2 separate regions of the Zea mays genome follow, and region 1 is linked to region 2. A link is a contact called in public Hi-C data. All regions are on one chromosome and are shown on one strand. The core of a region is the stretch at or near the end of the contact, and the rest is flanking DNA. Distances in the headings are between cores, read along the strand shown. Region 1 holds the start of LOC103635958. Region 2 holds the start of LOC100274142.

Region 1 (5,000 bases), core at 1,901-4,400, 160 kb before region 2:
CTCACAATCTCTTGTTTGTGCCTAGGTTCCGCCCTAGAGAACAGGAGGCCACCTTTCCTGCGTAGCAGCGTCTTCTTGTCCTCCAGCGCCATGAACTCCTTCCCTGTAAGGCTCTTGAAGGTGATATCCTCGTCAGGTGAAAACACGCCGATTTCACGGCATATTGCCTCAGCGGTTTCTTTGTTGTCCCCTGTTATCACCATAACTCGGATGCCAGCAGCTCTGCAATCTTCAATAGCATCATAGACCTCTTCCCGGGGTGGGTCCTGGAAAGTTAAAACATCCATGAGAAAGAAAAAAAATCGTTAATGTCTATTCTAGATTGTGGAGTGCAGGAACAGTTTATTCGGTGCAGCTCAAAGTAGGACCGTTATCTTACCCTTAGGCCTACAAGACCCGCAAATATTAGGTCAGTCTCAATAGCTGCATAATTGGCCGGATCCAGCAAGAGCTTATGAGCAGGATGGTTCTCGCCATCATATGTTGCAAATTCTGCTAGCGCCTCCTTGTATGCAAAACCGAGGCAGCGCAGAGCATTGGTCGACATCTCATGGAGGCTTGCCAGGATAGTTCTCTTTGCTTTCTCATCTAATGGCACCACGGAACCATCCTTCAGCTGAATGTGGCTACTTCGCTCAAGCAAAGTTTCAACAGCTCCCTGAATACCAGTCCGGCAAACATGTGATCCAATGAAACACATATTTGGAGGAAGAATCATTCAGTGCAAATGCAGGAAACAGGGTACCTACCTTCACGAGCAGGGCATTGCTTCCTGAACTTGTTTTCACAATGACGCCCATTGATTTCCTTGTGCGATCAAACTCGAGGGTAGCAATCCTTTTGGCAACATTGTTCCACCATGCGCAGCAGCCTGCCAGCAAATAACATTGCAATCCACCTGTGTGAGGCTCTTTGCATGTATGTATATATTAAGCACAATAGAACCTAGATAAGGTGCGAAGAGTGTGTATTTGTACCTAGTATCTCAGACGGATCCAAGGACAGACCATTCTTTCCTCCAGGCAGACCCATTTTCTCAACCAAAACCTAGAAGTAATAAGGGGGAAAAACAAGTTAGCGAACATAACGCTCTGTTTCCAGACGGCAATCTTGTCCTGATTAGCATTGGACCAACACATGTGAGAACACCAGTTTCAGTTTGTTAGTTGTACTGTACCTAGGGGCTGTTTGCAGCATGATGATCAACTACATTTGTAACTGGTGATTGGTAAACTAGATAACTAATAAGTATTCAGAGATTGTAAAAATAGTAGAATAATAGCAAGTATAAGTTTTAGTAATCTTCACCTTAAGAGCTGCCTCTGTCGGCATTCCAGTGGCAACATACTGATGCGAAGAATGTGCCACATTGGCATCATTGCACACAGCTGCGACCTTGGCGATCGTCTCAAGGTTGGCGTCAATGCTCCCAGCAGGCCAGTCGTGAATTTTCCCGTCCCGGGGATCGTAAGTCGTACCGTCCACCTTGAAGGTCCTAACCTCCTGCGAGGAATCGCCGACGGCCACGAGCTTGGCGACGGACATCTTGTTGGTGGTGAGCGTGCCGGTCTTGTCGGAGCAGATGACGGTGGTGCAGCCGAGGGTCTCGACGCTAGGCAGCTTCCTGACGAGCGCATTCTTGGCAGCCATCTTCCTGGTCCCGAGCGCGAGGCAGGTGGTGATGACGGCGGGCAGGCCCTCGGGTATGGCGGCGACGGCGAGCGCGACGGCGATCTCAAAGTAGTAGGTGCACTTCTCGAAGGAGAAGGTGATGTTCCTGGGCACCCATCCTCCCTGGAGGTCGAAGGTGAGGAAGTACTTGACGTTGATGAGCCAGACGAGGGCGCAGATGAGGCCGATGATCTTGGTGAGCGCCTCCCCGAACTCGTTGAGCTTCTTCTTGAGCGGCGTGTCGTCGTCCTCCTGCGAGGCCTGGTGGATCTGGGCGTGGATGGCGCCGATCTCCGTGTCCATCCCGGTGCGCGCGACGATGCAGAGCGCGGCGCCGTTGACGACGGTGGTGCCGGCGAAGACCATGCAGTCCTTGGCCTGGATGTCGGCGTCCTCGAGCGGGAGCGCGCGGGAGGTCTTGTTGACGGAGGCCGTCTCCCCCGTGAGCGAGCCCTGCTCGAGGCGGAGCGTGGAGGTGAGGAGGCTGGCGACGCGCATGTCGGCGGGCACCTTGTCCCCGACGCGGAGCTGGACGACGTCGCCCGGGACGAGGTCCCGGGCCGGGAGCGCGGGGAGCCATGCGGCGTCGCGCAGGACGGCGGCGTGGTGGGACTGGATCTCCCGCAGCGCGTCCAGCGCCCGCTCCGCGTTGGCCTCCTGCCAGACCCCGACGGCGGCGTTGACGACGAGGATGAGGAAGATGACGAGCGGCTCGACGAAGGCGGCGAGCGTGAGCGCGCCGGCGCTGGAGGAGAGCGCGAGGAGGAAGGAGACGGCGGCGGCGGCGAGCAGGACGCGCACCAGCGTGTCCTCGAACTGGTCCAGCAGCAGGCGCAGCAGCGACGGGGCCGGGTGGTCGGCCAGCTCGTTGGGTCCGTGGGCGCGCAGCCGCGCGGCGGCCTCGGCGGACGAGAGGCCGCGCGTGACGCTCACCCCGAGCCGCGCCTCGCAGTCCGCCACCGACCGCGCCCACGCCGGGAACGCGGCCAGGTCGTCGGGGTCGGGCACTGCCTCGCCCATCGCCGTCGGAGAACAATGCCCGCGCGGAGTCCTGGCGGATGAAGCGGCGGCGGCAGCGGGAGGAAAGCACGTACGACAAGGAGTCGTCCTGGTCCCGGTCCCGGTCCCGGTCCCGGAGGCAGTTGGGTGGGCCCCCGACTACGAGTAGTGGTGGTGGTGGGGTGGAGGTGGGAACCGCATGCGCGGCGCTCGCTCGGTCGGGGCTTGGTCGGCGCCTGTCTCTCCTCCTCCCTCTGCTTGGGCTTCTGCTGCACTGCAAGTTGATGAGGAGGCAGGGAGGGAGTCGTTGCAGAAGCAGAAGAGTGTGGATGGAGGACAGAGGACGACGGCGTCCTCGCCCCTCTTCAAATGGAAACTCGGTGGGGCCGCAGGAAGCTGCCGCGAACCTTCCTCCTGCTGGCGGCCTGCGGCTACTCCCAACCACAACCGCAGCCACAAGCGGCAGGGGGATGGAATGAATGCGGGCGCCCGTGTCTGCGGTTCCAGTGGGTGGTAGTGGAATAGAAACGAAGCGCGGCCTGCGCCCTGGCCTGCTGCTGCCGCCTCGCCGCATACACAAGCCTTGTGGTCACTGCTGATAGCCTGACGCCATGCTACGCGCAAACCAACCGCACGACGGCATCCTCGTCGAGTAGTTGCGCTGCCAAGAGGGCCCGACCATCCCATTGTCAACGAAGGTTCCTTGAGGTTTCGCGTGTTGCGATGCAGGCGGTATACGATGATCAGACGTCACCAAACCTCGCGCAGCCGCCGGTAATGACGACGCTTATATTTAACTATAATCCTCCCACTACTATTTTATATTTTGTTTATTAGTACTTTACTAGTACTGCCTTTGTTAGTTTCTTCTCTTCCTTTTTCTTTTTTCTTAAATAAGCAGACACACATGACACATCAATACTTGAACGTTAAAACTTCATACCAATATGCGTATCTTAAATTATTATAGTATAAATTTAATTAAATCTAATATCTGACCATCTACTTTATATGTATATATTACTACTATGGATAGATGACAACGTGTACTATAAAATTTAAGGATTAGATTGGATTAGAATCAGACTTTATTTATATTTAATTTTGAACTAGAAATAGTTTAGAACTCTAGTAAATTTTTTAACTAAGAAATGGTAAATATAATTTAGAAGATGGTATCGTATTAAAGTAGGCCACCCACGGCCCATCTACATCCACGTCCACTTCCACTATGCGTATCGTACTTTCCGCTCTCGAGTTGACCAAGGACGAATTCTTGAACCCTCCATCTCCAACTTTTCATCACATATTTTCTTTCTCTTTTTATTTATTGCCACCGTACACTCGAGCAGCGCCACGCCTGTGTTGTGAACATGTGGGCCCGGTACCGGGTCTCCTGTCGTGGGACGGTGGGACCCCACACCAACAGCAGCCTGCCTGCCTGCCACACACGCACCCAATGTTTGTTGGACCCTGCGCCGAAAGCCACCACCAGCCGTGAACTCCAACTCCGTCAGACACTTTAGTACGCATTCAATGATAATAATATCCGCAGACAATATAAATTTAGGATATATCTAACCATGACACTATTGCACGATACTTTAAATATAAAATATAACAAAAACACAATATAATATAGTGGGTATATCTAAAACATGTATCTTACCATATTCATTGTACCAATCAGAGCATTTAATAAATTAAAGTGACCAATCAGCTAGTCTCCTGTATCGAATATGGAGCTAAGACATTGTGTCTTTATCAAGATACATATCTTGAGTTTTTTTACATTCACCCCTTAGACACACTCGAAGACAAAACTCAAGACACCCATTGTACATGCTCTTATACGTAGGATTATAGTACTCATTAATGGTAATAATGTAGCACTAGAATCCATAGACAACGTGGTGCTCGAGTTATTTTCATGAAAAATGGAGAAAGATATTTGTCAGGTATATAGGAACGGGGTATCTAATGTAAGGCCCATAACCTCTTCTATCATATATATAGGAACGGGGTATCTAATGTAAGGCCCATAACCTCTTCTATCATATTTACCGAGCAAATCTTCAAAGCGAGTCTAACGACTAAGTTCTCGTCGAGCAAGCCTATGAGGCAGAACGGACGACCAAGTCTCCGTCGAGCAAGTCTGCCAGACAGGATGAACGACCGAGTTCCCACCGAATGGACTCATGAGGAAGGAGCTTCAACCCGATGCTGCTAGCCCACATCGACTACGATGGGACGCGCCATCCTTAGGCCACACCCGGATAAACGTGCGGCGCACCAAAGGCGTGCTGAGTGGTCTCCATTAGAACACGAAC
Region 2 (5,463 bases), core at 256-2,755:
CCAGTCTCTGACCGAGCAAAAGCACGGTCGAGAAATGCGTCAGTCTTGGCAACCCACTCACTTGATAGAGCACCTCTTTTCTTTCAACCTTCATACATCCACCGACGATCCTCCTCCATGAGGTAACTGGATTACGTTTACTTGATTATTTAAGTAAATCACTCCTATATCTATAGAAAAGAATAAGTAAATTACGTAGTTAAACTAATAAACTACCACTAAGTAAACTAAAATAACCTATAAACTACCACTAAGTAAACTAATAAACTACCACTAAGTAAACTACCACTAAGTAAACTACCACTAACATATAATATATACGAAATAACATATAATATATACGAAATAACATTGCCACGAGTGCCAAATTATATAAATTAACCTTATTTCCGAAGGCATAATAAAAACCCTCGGAAAAACACCACTAAGTAAATTAAAATAAATTAAATTTATTACATAATCAAATTCCAACCATCGGACATAACAAGCTAAACAATATTAAACATACAAAAATTTTAATACTGAAAAAAGACAACTACAAAATAATATATATATTAACAAAATTAAAAATACTCACTTAGGCTTGACGGCGGGACGGTGGTCGGCGTGGGCGGGACGGAGGATGAGTCGGGGCAGCCGGCGTCGGGACAGCTACCCGGACGGTGGCGGCGGCGAGCACGGGCGACGTCGGGGGCGGCAGGCACGGGCGGGCGGACGGCGGCGTTGGCGTCGGCGGCAGGCAGGCACGCGCGGGCGGCGGCGGGCACGCGCCGGCGGCGGCGGCGGGTGGGCACGGGCGCTGCAGGTGGGCGGCGGCGGCGGGTGGGCGGCGGCGGGCACGCGCAGGCAGGCACGTGCGTCGGCGGCGGCGATGGCAGAGAGCAGCGCGCGGCAGAGAGGAAAACGCGAAATGAAACAGCGCGTGGGGCCTGCGGGCGTTAAAAAACTTTATGTCCGACGGCTACCAGCTCGGCCGTCGGACATAAACTTATTTTCGAGGGCCAGCGGGAATGCCGTCGGACATAAGTTTTATTTCCGAAGGCCAGCAGAGACCGTCGGACATAAGCTAATGTCCGACGGTCTTGTAGGTAGCCGTTGGACGTAAGTTGGCCATCGGATGTCCATTGTTTTACTGTAGTGAACGCTGTTTATAGAGTGGAGTGCTGGAGTTAGCCGGAAAGACGAATGGTTATCCATGTCTGAGCTAGCTTCTGTTCGTTTGCCCCCACTGCCGTGGTGGATAGGCGAACCATCTTCTGTTTCCGTCTTTGCTGGCGTACGTGGAGGGAAGACGAAGCATTATATATCGTGCAAATTTGTGCGACTTTTTGTTTTTGTTTTTTGCCCCGACTGACGTGGTGGAAAGACGGATCGTTATCGAGAGCAGATTTCTGCTCCTTCCGTGCCGTGGAAAGGCGAGGCACACCGACCATGCCACGTACACGCGCTCATCTATCTATATATCTATCTATACAAGTGCCCTTGTTTGGAGCATCGCAGTTCGCACACAGCAGCAGCAGCCCTTCTTTTTGGAGCAGCACCACAGGGGAGATCGATCAATCAATCAGCAAGCAAAGCGCGCACGGCACAGGTGGGTAGCTAGCAATGGCGACGCCGCCGAACCCTCCTCCTCCGAGCACTCCCATAGCTGCGGCGGCGCCCTTATTGCCAGCAGAGTTCACCAGATTCACCTTCCGGGCCTTGTACGTCCGCCGGACCGGCCCAAGCAGCAGGGAGATGATTCAGCCGGGGAGACCTTACGATGAGCTGGGCAGAAGACTCACCAGTGACTACCCGGTGTACGATGGCCGTGGCTCCGACGCCGCCCTTGTCGCTCGCATGCAGGGGATCACCGTCCTCGTCGGTAACGCGCACCAGCTGTTCACCATCGTGTTCGAGACCGGGAGGTACGGTATTTCATGCATGTGCACTTCATTCTCTTGTAGCCAATTCGTCGGCGTTATTGCATGTACGTACTGCAAAAGCTAGCTAACTAGTAGCCAATTCGTCGTACGTCGTCGACTGATGCATGATCAGGTTCAAGGGCTCCACGCTCCTCACCAACGGGATGGTGACGGAAGGGTCCGACGAGTGGGCGGTCTACGGCGGGACTGGAGCGTTTGCGATGGCCACCGGCGTCATCAGAAGGAAGAACCTTCTTGCCGGCGGCGGTGACAGTGGCGGGAACTCCGACGAGCTTAGCGTGGAAGTGTTCTGCCCGGTGTTCGGATCACCGCAGCAGCCGCCAAAGGTACGTACGTCGTGTTTGGCTCACTAGCTAGGGACTCGAATTCTATCTATGGAAGAGTTCTATGGCAATAGTTCGGGTACTGTACTGTACTGCTGGATACACATGCGTGCGTGCAGGACGACGACGATGGCTCCGCCGTCACCAAGATTGGACTATGGGGTGGGCCGGGAGGATCGGCACAGGACATCACGACGACAGAGGCACCAAGGCGTCTGAACAGCGTCACCATTCGCGCCGGTATTGCCGTCGACTCGATTGAGTTCACTTACACTGGCAAGGACAGGCAGAGGCGCACAGCTGGGCGATGGGGTGGACTTGGCGGCAATGTTCGAACGGTGAGTGAGTGACTTCTGATCGATCGATCGATCTTTGGCGACAACCAGCTGGAAGAACCAAGGCCTAACCTCATGCATGCCTGCAGATCGATCTTGGCGACAACGAACACATCAGGGAGGTGTCAGGAACGTACGGCACATTTGAAGGTGCTACTACCCTAACCTCGCTCAGGTTCATCACCAGCACCAGAGCCTGGGGCCCATGGGGCACCGAGAACGGGACACGCTTCTGCATCACCGCGCCCATCGGCAGCAGCGTCGTGGGATTCTACGGACGCGCGGGAACCAGGCTCGTCGACGCTATCGGTGTCTACCTGCGTCAACTTTGATTTCAACGGCATGATGCTTGATTTCAAATAGATATATTAATTAGTTCCTCGTCACAGTCGATCCTGTGTCAAATAATAAAGAAGCTCTTGTATGCATGTGTATATGTTAGTCCTTCGTTCTGTATGTGTCAAATAAAGGTTGATCAAAAAGACCTAGAATAAGCTGTACATGTCAGGAGTATTTATCACTACCGGAATTTGGCTCTTTGTCGAGTGCCATATTCTTTGCCGAGTGTTTTATTTCGGGCACTCGACAAAGAGCTCTTTGCCGAGTGTCACGCAAAAAACCCTCGGTAAAAGAAAACACTCGGCGAAGAAGCTCTTTGCCGAGTGTTTTATTTTTGACACTCGGCAAAGAGTTTCTTTGCCGAGTGTCTTTTTTTGACACTCGACAAAGGGCTCTTTGCCGAGTCTCTTTGCCGAGTGTTTTTTCTCCAACACTAGGCAAAGACAATTTAAAAATCACATTTTAAAGTAGTAAATTAATTCAAATGAAAAAGTTTTCAACTATAAATTTGTATAACTCATCATGATGTACAATTTATATATTGAACATTTCTTCATATGACAAAATAAAAATAAATTTGTTCATAAAACCTATATCTCTCTCGTAGTTTATGAAACTACGAGAGAGACGTATAGAATTTGTGCATATTGTTAGAACCATCATCTGAGATAAACAAATGACCAAACAACTAAAATAAACTTTGTACATCTTGAGAAGTTATAGAAGTTTATAGTTGACAACTTTTTCATTTGAAGTCATATTATCAACGAAAACTACGTCTGAATTTAAAAAATTTAAAATTTGAATTTTGAAAACGACTTCGAAAGAAAAAAACACCAACATGAAAGTTGTAGGTATTGAAGAGTTATGAAACTTTGTAGTTGATAATGTTTTAGTTTGAAATCATCTTGTTATGCAAAACTATGTTTGAATTTTGAAATTTGAATTTTTCAAACTGTCTCGAATGGAAAAACCACCAAAATAAAAGTTGTAGGTCTTGAAATGTAATGAAACTTTGTAGTTGACAATTTTTTGATTTGAAATCATCTTATCATTGAAAATTTCGTGTGAAGTTTTAAAAATTAAAATTCAAATTTTGTAAACGGTCTCGGATGTAGAAACTATTAAAATAAAACTTGTAGATCTTAAAAAGTTATGCAACTTTATAGTTGGTCACATTTTCAAATGAACTCATTTAGTGCCTTAAATAATCAAATTACTCTCGATTTGTTATAGTATATAGGGAATGAAAACGTAATATAAACATAATTGGTGTAGTAGTGTAGTGGTATAGGAGGGTATGCGCGAGAGAGAGGTTGCGAGTTCGAATCTCACCATTTACAAAACATATAAGTTTGATTCAAAATAATAGTGAAAAATAATAGGGCAACGGGCAAGATAATAGGTAGGGTTGGAGAGTTGTTCCTAGAATTTTAAAAATGTTTTACTGTTTTTTTTAATTTTTTTATTCTTAATTTGTCGAGTGTTTTTCTTTCCGAGTGCTTTTTGACACTCGGCAAAGTCTTTGCCGAGTGTCCGAAAAAAAGCACTCGGCAAAGAACCATTTGCCGATGAAATCTTTGCCGAGTGTTCTTTGCCGAGTGTTACACTCGGCAAAGGCTTTGCCGAGTGTAAAATAGCCTTTGCCGAGTGTCTTAGACACTCGACAAAAAACGTGATTCCGGTAGTGTATATATAGATATAGTCGCCTTTATAATTACCTCTAAAATAAAATACCGCAGATTTGTTATACTATAATTGTTCATTGACGCAAGGGCAATCTCATCATTTGTTCTCTCTATCAGCCTTCAAATTCCATCGACGACCGGTCTTCGCACACAAAGCTCCGCTTATTATTATGGGTGAAGATCATCTAGTGGTTTCGCTAATTTTACGACATTAATGGTATGTTTGGTTCGTAGAGTCACTCTATGCTTCATGAGGTGATGCATCATAAGTTTATTCCATCAATTTTTGTGGAATCAACTCACTCCTCATGTATATACTAATTAGTAGCTTATGAGGAATGGGGTGGTGATAGGCCTGCTAATGGCAAAAAATCCAATCCACTCCCACCCATACCCAAATTTAATTACTTTGATATTCATCCCACACCCAACCAAAAATATTAGAAGGAAGTTAAACCCAACCCATCCAATAACATTATTGATCCCAAACCAACCCGTAATTGGATGGAAACCCATGGAAAACCCGTGGGTTTAGCTTATTGTCTCACATCAAGCCAACTGCATACACTGATACACAGTGATAATTTTATAGATAGTTTCAGTGACATATAAAAACATAGTTACATACACAGTGACAAATTTGGTCAATGAACATTTAGATCTCGAGAGAATAACAAAAAAATATATGTTAAAGATCCTTAATCCATCTATGTTTAAAAGAAAAATAAACAAAGTTAACAATTCAATTAACAAGGAGATACATAAAAAAGCCTTTGCTAAACGTGAAGTAGAAGACTTAGAGTAAAATAACTGAATGGCATGTGGTGGTGATGTGGCCTAATTATCGTGTGTT

What was found. Hi-C and Micro-C count contacts between places; a contact is called where the count stands out from the background.
Region 1: a Hi-C map of endosperm shows a contact between it and region 2, with 2.9 times the contacts expected there. The contact joins the promoter of LOC103635958 here to the promoter of LOC100274142 in region 2. A contact is called at or near these places in 2 of 25 Hi-C or Micro-C datasets (endosperm and leaf).

Annotation. Positions count from the first base shown.
Region 1 is chr8:136,499,356-136,504,355 of Zm-B73-REFERENCE-NAM-5.0, reverse strand. It overlaps LOC103635958, which reads right to left and starts at 3,150. Exons shown (of 8, transcript NM_001111452.2): 1 at 1,309-3,150; 2 at 978-1,047; 3 at 750-871; 4 at 380-658; 5 at 1-266. The coding sequence starts at 2,691.
Region 2 is chr8:136,339,261-136,344,723 of Zm-B73-REFERENCE-NAM-5.0, reverse strand. LOC100274142 reads left to right here and starts at 1,505. Exons shown (of 4, transcript NM_001308399.1): 1 at 1,505-1,907; 2 at 2,038-2,251; 3 at 2,368-2,586; 4 at 2,673-3,070. The coding sequence starts at 1,606. The coding sequence ends at 2,915.